Regions from separate parts of the Macaca mulatta genome. Here region 2 is linked to region 1. Evidence: chromatin contacts called from public Micro-C data. All regions are on one chromosome and are shown on one strand. The core of a region is the stretch at or near the end of the contact, and the rest is flanking DNA. Distances in the headings are between cores, read along the strand shown.

Region 1 (3,680 bases), core at 599-3,098:
ATGTGTCTACAAGTTGATAAGTAAGAAACTTGATCACAAATTCAATGGTGTTAGGAGGTGGGACATAATGAATGGTGTTAGGATCATGGGGATCTCTGCACTCATGAATGGATTAATGCCATTCTCACATGAGTGGATTCCTTATAAAAGGATGAGTTCAGCCCCCTCTTGCTCTCTCTTGCCTTCTCTTTTTTCTTCAGCCTGGGTGACACAGTAAGAAGTCCCTCATCAGATGCTGGCGCCCTGATCTTAGACTTCCCTGCCTCCAGAACTGTGAGAAATAAATTTCTCTTCCTTATAAATTACTCAGTCTGTGATATTCTGTTATAGCAGCATGAAACTAAGACCCTTGTAAATCAACAAAAATGGGGAAAATGGTAAATAATGTCTTATAAACAAAACCTTTTTATAAAAGTGTTTAATGAAATAGTAAATGTTCATCAGTGGCTTCTTGTTTTTGGGTCTTGATCTGCTTATATATAAATTTAGGCAGCTGATTAAATAGCTTCTTAGGTGTCTCAGGTTTAACATTCTGTCACTCCACCATTAGCAGTCCTCACTCCTGTTGAGAATAATGTGTCTCTCTAAGCCTTAAAGGCTGCAGTGTGATGAAGGCGAAGATGCTGCATCGGGAATTCCAGTAGCTTTAAGTAACTGCCATTTCAGCCAAGAACTTTGGAAGACTATATAGATATGCACAATTTGGAAAATATATAGGAGTGGGGAGAGTGCAGTTTTAGATAGCAATTTGCGTTTCTGGTTACAATCAGGGCACAAAGTGATAAGACAAAAGTTTCCATACTCTCATTTAAAAAATCGCTGGTTGTCAATTTTCCAGACTTTTCTTTGTTCAGAGAAATGTTTAGTTATTGTATGGCCAACAACCATTCTCTGGGATTGGCTGGTAAATTTTGAGGTGATAGAGGCCAATTTTAACTTTAGGCTTGTGATTTGTGGATATTTTCTTTGAAATGTTCTTTGAATGAGCAGTGAAACTGCTCATTCATCTATGTAACACATATGGTGAAATGTGTACTATAAGCAATGCACTGTTTAAGAAAATAAAGCGGTAAAAAAAATTTCTTGCCCTAATGGGGCTTACAGTATCCTAAGGAAGATAAGCAAATATATAATATGATTCTGAGAGTATTAAGTGCTGTGATAAAAAATGAAGTGGCACAATCGATTGTGTCTGGAATGCTATTTTGTGGCCACCAGAGAAGATCTCTTCCTCCAAGAAGGTGACATTAGAGCAGAGATGGAGATTCGGTGAGGAAGTCAGCCATGTCTCCTCTTAGATGAGGGCTTTCCAGGTAAAGAAATCAGCAGGGATGGAGGATTTGAAGTAGGCACATGCTTGAAATGTTTGAAAAATTACAGGGAGGTGAGAGTGACAGGAGCAGAGTGAGTGGGGTGGAGAGGCGGGGAAGACTGCCAGGAAATGGACCAGGGAAGCAGCCAGGGGCGAGATCATGCAGGTCTGGTTAAGGACTTAGAATTATTTTTCAAAGTGTGGTGGGAAACCTTGGAGAGTTTTGATATGAAAAGCCACAAGATCTAGTTTTCACTGCAAAGAGTCTCCTGGGCTGCTGCTTGGAGAGCCTTCTTTACGGGGAGCAGAGCAGAAGCAGCTGTGAAGCCCTTGGTTGAGGATCCCTTTGCTCCCAGCAATGAGCTCCTTCATGGGGGCAGCTCCCGGGAGAGCAGCCTGCCCCTGGACATCCTTGGATCCCCACTCTGAGCTACTGTGACCAGAGCAGAAATTCTCTGCTCTCACTATGAAGCTGGGACAACTGTGTTTCTAACCCCTACCTGGAGGAGCGGATGTGCTTAACCACTAAAAAGCACCACACTTGGTGGAAAGATGCTGTAGTGAATTTCATTTTATGTTGGTTGTATAATCTGGGCTGGGAACAAAACCACCACTTATAAGATTGTTTCTCTGGGGACATTATTTCCAAGATCAAATCAACTGACTTAAGAATGTGTTGTATACTAAGAATTAATTTTGGTAATTGGAGAACTGACTCTTTTTCTAACGAAGAGTTGAGAACATTATCCTAAGGAAGATGATTAACACATTAAGGATTAATAACACCTAGTGAACAACATTGACATAAAAAAGAAATTAAGGTTTTTTTTTTTTTTTTTTTTTTTCTTTTTGAGAGAGAAAGTTATACGAATGACTAGAAATACAGGTGAAATCAAATTGATGTCTGAAAAATTTTCGTCTTCGAAACTAAATAGAATATTTCAAGAAAAGTAATTTTATGGGGAAACTTCTTACAATAACCTTACAATTAAGTATAAAGGCTTTGGCTAGTGTCCTTTGAATGATCTCTGCTTCTCTCAACTAGTATGGGTAAATGGTATTGTATAATATGACACTTGTTCAATATTGAACATCATTCTGTTGGGGGTGGGTGGGCATACATTCTCCAGTGTTCAATGATTTTTAGCAATTTTATATAGTGTCTCAGATGTTAAGATGTTAAGTTCGTGTAAGTATTGTTCCTGAAGTACTGTATATATAATAATAAACATATTGAACAGTATTTATATGTACTTTATTTGAGACAACAATTTAGTGGTAATTATTTCTTGTACTTTGTTAAATTACAGATGGAAGGTCTTCTTTATTATCATTGTTGTCTGGACCAAATCTTGCAAAATGGTTCACAGACTGTGATGTTAACATTGAACCAAAATTTTACTAAATGCTCTGCATTTTACAAGGCTTACATCTGTGATGTGGAAAAAAGTCCCAGTGGGACATAATATGTTTTTAGTTAAATCTTGTAGATTACTCAGCTCTATGGTTCTTATTTGGGTAATACCAAAGAGATTATACCAGTATCTTTGCAGCTATAAAAATGTATAGCTGACTGCTAAATTTCCTAGAGAGATCCTGTTTGCTTTTTCAAGACCAGTGAGGAGAATTTTAACATGTAATTCCATTTTTTTATTACATAAAAATTTGAGTTAAGCTGTAACTGAATGACTTGTTTATTCATGTAATTATTTGAAAGGAGAAAATGACTAGTGAAGGAAAAATAAGTGAAGAAAATAACCTTTCAGCCAGACTGGAGAATGTCTGTATCCCCAAGCACAGAAATCACTTTCCTCTCTAACTTCTCTTTCTCTGTTAGTAAAAAGTGACTCTTGACTGTCAAATTTCATTAATTAAAAAAAAATCCCATGAGGTTGGATTGAAGTAGCCTAAAGGTAGGGGAGAAATGTTACAGCTCTTAAAGGTGGTGTGTCCACAGTTCTTTGTTCCTCCCGGTGGGTTCGTGGTCTCACTGACTTCAGGAATGAAGCCGCAGACCCTCATGGTGAGTGTTACAGCTCATAAAGGTAGTGCCGACCCAAAGAGTGAGCAACAGCAAGATTTATTGTGAAGTACGAAAGAACAAAGCTTCCACAGCGTGGAAGGGGACCTGAGCAGGTTGCTGCTGCTGGCTGAAATGACCAGCTTTTATTCCCTTATTTGCTCCTGCCCACATCCTGCTGATTGGTCCATTTTACAGAGTGCTGATTGGTGCGTTTATAATCCTTTAGCTAGACACAGAGCACTGATTGGTGTGTTTTTACAGAGTGCTGATTGGTGCATTTACAATCCTTTAGCTAGACACAGAGCACTGATTGGTGTGTTTTTACAGAGTGCTGATTGGTGCATT
Region 2 (3,680 bases), core at 588-3,087, 150 kb before region 1:
TACCTGATAGGAATTTTAGATTAAATTTAAGCTAAACTCTTTAAAGATCATTTACAGTCCTCGCTAATGCTTTACTGACACATAGATGTCATATTTAATATCTTCATTAAGTATTTCATTCCAACTGGTTTTTGTTGCAATTCTATGTATTTCATACATTTAAAACCATCATTCTGTGGTTCATCACACAAAAAAGTTAAAAATCCCTACCAGCACATCGTTGTTTTATTTTCTTCACAGCACTTATCACTGATATTATGTATCTGTTTCCAGTAAGGAGCCACTGGAGTAACCAGTGTCTGTAGAATGTGCGTTGTCTGGCATGGATCCCCAAGATCTAGAAAAAGTAACTAACTCATATTAAGGTTCTCAAATATTTGTACAAGAGTCCTAATATAAAACAATACACAGGAGTCTCGAGTTGAGGCTTTCAATTGCATACTAAGTTAGAAGGAACTAAATTCTACATCTCCAGCTTTTCCATTACTTGCTTGTTCTTAATTATGTACAATTTAGATACATATCGAAAAAGAAAACACAAAGGAAATGTAAATCTATTACACTCTAGTTTTGCTCCAAGAATGACTCAGTTCCAATGTGAAATTAGAGGACTTAACAGCAAAAAGCATAAATTAAAGTTTTTTTAAGAAAACCAGTATAACCTACCATCCTTTTTGCTTTTTTCTAACATGTGTTTTGTGTCACTGTCACTTAGAATAGGTACTCGAGAGAACGACCCTTCCAACGGAGGGCTTCAGATTCTGCAGTGATATTTCTTCCTCGTGCCAGATCCTTAGTACAGCCCATGTGGACAAGCTCCCACGTGAACATTTCTTTACAGAAGCCACAGGAAAACCTTGAACGTCATGTCGCTCCTGCCCTGGCAAGGCCCCCCGCCCTTCTTAGCTAGGGCGTTCGGGGGACCCCAAGAGAGGCAAGGAGTTCAGCAGATCTCCAGACCCGGAGAGGCTGTGCACGAAGGTTCCTCTACACGCTCCCTCTGCCGCGCCCCACATTGCTCTCCACCTAAGGGCTTTCCGGAACAAAGCCGAGCTGCCGCGCCACCTCCGGCCCACCCGGCCTGTCCCACCGACCCGGCCCCACCCTTGCCCTCAGCTCCAGGGACCCCCAACAGGCCGAGATCTTCACTACCCCGCGCTCCGCCTCGGCTTTTCGGTTGGTCCGGGAGAAAACTAGTAGGAGCAGAGGCGCCGCCGTCCGTTAGCCTCGGTCCGGAACAGCGGCGCCGAGGCTCCATCCCGGGGTCCCCTGGCCCCATTATACACCAGAGAGGACGACTAGACAGGAAGAAACCGGGTCGCTTGGTCGCCAAGCCCCCGAAGACCTGCCCGCCCGCGCCGGCGACGCCATCCGCGGCCGGCGCGCAGCCCCCTAACCGCCGCCGCCCGCCCAGCGGTCACTCCCCCACCCCGGGCGCGGCCCGCGAGGCTCAGCCAACCTCCACAGGAGGGTGAGGGGGGCGCGAGGCTCCGCACGCGGAGCGGACGCCGCCGGCTCCCGATCCCGCGGCCCGCAGCAGCCCAGACCGCACACGAGGAGCCGAGACGCCCAACACGCTGCCCACCACGCGCTCTGCTTCGGCTCGCTGCCGCCGACTGCAGCAGCCGCGGAACCCCAGCGCCCGCATCCCCGAGGGACCCAGCCCCGACTCCCCGGTTCTGTTCTCCCTTTCTACCCCCGCGCCGTCCCGGGACTCGCAGTCTCCGCCGCGCACGGGGCCGGTTCTGGGGGAGGGAATGTAAACAAATCGGGGTTTTATAGTTACCTCACACTCGAGTGCCGTGTGCATCTCCTCTCCGCTCGGTACCAAACCCCGGCTGCACCAAATCGTGTATTCACCAAAGCCGACTGCGCTAACTGCGTCGCAGAAACCCGCGCGTCAGACACCCTGCTACGCTAGCGGCGTACAAGGGCCACTCAGCTCCCTGCGCAGCCGCACCCCGTCCGCCTATGGGTGCTACGCTATGGGCGTACACGCGCCACCTAGCTATTCACTTCGGATAACGCCAGTTGCGTAAAGGAGCCGCACTACTCACGGATTCCACACGGATCGTCCGAGCAATAGGAAATTCAAGTATACGCAAACTGCGGAGTTCCGTGTCTCCGCGCTAGTTTTGTTCCAAGAAAGAACGCCGCGGGGGAGTTGGGGCAGCTTCTTAACGCATGCGTGGAGCGCCCTTTATCATTCGCCTTTTCTCCTGGCTTTAGAACGTCGGTTGCTGAGGCCTTGGGCGAGTCGGATGAGTAATGGAAGCTCTAAACCCAAATGCTGTAGCCAAAAAGCTTCAGAGTGAGCATCTGGAATGTTCATCTGTATACGAGTTAAACATCTACGTTAAGTTAATCCCGCCCCCTTTGTTAAAGAAACCTTTTCAATCTCTTAGGGCGACAGCGAACTTTATTTAGTGCTAAGTGCGAGGTGTTTTGCCTAGCTCCCCTCCCACCCATTTAATTCTAGACCACACTTACTGCGGGTCTTCCAAGCCAGAAAGAAAGAGTTGAGTCCTGAGAACATGTCACGCATTTAGACAAATTCTCGAGGCTTTTGGTAACTTTCCAAGGTCTTCACCCCTCTACTCCTCAATTGATTTATTATTTCTTAACACTCTATGAGAAAAGAAATCCCGATCTGGCCAAGCAGTTCCATGGACTTGTGCCTACACCGTGCTCATTCTTGCCCTTTGCTCGCACCATACCTCTCATCTAAATTGTCTCCTCCCCTCTTAAGCAACCACCAACCCACATTTTCTTAAAAGGTGACTCTGGACATCTTTTGCTTCATTACTCTGCTTCCTGGCTCTTAATCCACATGTTGAGGCTTATCTGCATTCCGCCTGGGGTGCCTGGGTTTCTATATCCAACCAGAATCTACTTAATAGAGCGAGTTATGGGGGTGCCTTACTGGTGTCTAGTAGAGAACATAAAACCATGAACAGCAGTAATCGCAGGCTTCACTATGTGTCAAGTACTCCCCAAGTGTTTTACATATATATAAATTTAATCCCCATAATACGGTGAGGTAGGAAACTGAGGCACACAAATCTTTAACTTGCCTGGTATCACAGAGCAGGTAGAGAAAAGAGTTGTGATTTCCAAACCCATTCAGTATGGACGGCTAGGTAGTCCCGCTAACCTGCATATTATACCTTCATGAAAGAAGATTATTTTTTGTTTTGTATCTCTACAAAAAATATCAAAACAACGAAAATTGTGCTTAATAAATGCCTACTGATTGCCATGCGTAGTTCAGAACACTGAACTACTCATATGCCCTTTTCCTTGTTTCAAAGCCAGGGCATGAACCTCACTTCTGCTTACAAAGGGAGAAGTGCTGACGTGTGGAGGAAAGAGATTAAGCCTGAGTCCTAGTTTCAAGTCTCACCATTGCCACTAAATGTGAGACAACGGCTGTGGTCCTCAGATTCATTGATAGATTAAGGGGATTGTTTTAAATATATTCTAAGGTTCATCCTAGAACTAAAGTCCTTAAAGTTCATAAAATCATGATAGTACATCCTTTGTGTGAAAAGTATAAGCAGCTTCCAAATTAGCTTGATAGTTTATGACTCATAATTATTTTATTGAGCACATTATTATCGACACCCTTAAAACATACATAACCTTTCTTTCAAATATCAATAAGATATATCACTTGCATT

The links. A called contact is a pair of places that touch in the nucleus more often than the background predicts.
Region 2: a Micro-C map of CD4 T cells shows a contact between it and region 1, with 5 times the contacts expected there. The contact joins the promoter of SLC39A10 here to the enhancer-like site in region 1. A contact is called at or near these places in 2 of 14 Hi-C or Micro-C datasets (CD4 T cells and liver).

What each region holds. Positions count from the first base shown.
Region 1 is chr12:100,464,034-100,467,713 of T2T-MMU8v2.0, reverse strand. No RefSeq gene overlaps it. Among named protein-coding and RNA genes, the nearest start is that of SLC39A10, 150 kb to the left of the region's middle. Within about 2 kb of position 1,848, at least 3 of the 40 cell types and tissues checked have an H3K27ac peak or open chromatin away from gene starts, as enhancers often do. A contact at or near this core is called in CD4 T cells, where this site is marked.
Region 2 is chr12:100,618,223-100,621,902 of T2T-MMU8v2.0, reverse strand. It overlaps SLC39A10 (solute carrier family 39 member 10), which reads right to left and starts at 1,837. Exons shown (of 10, transcript NM_001260918.1): 1 at 1,787-1,837.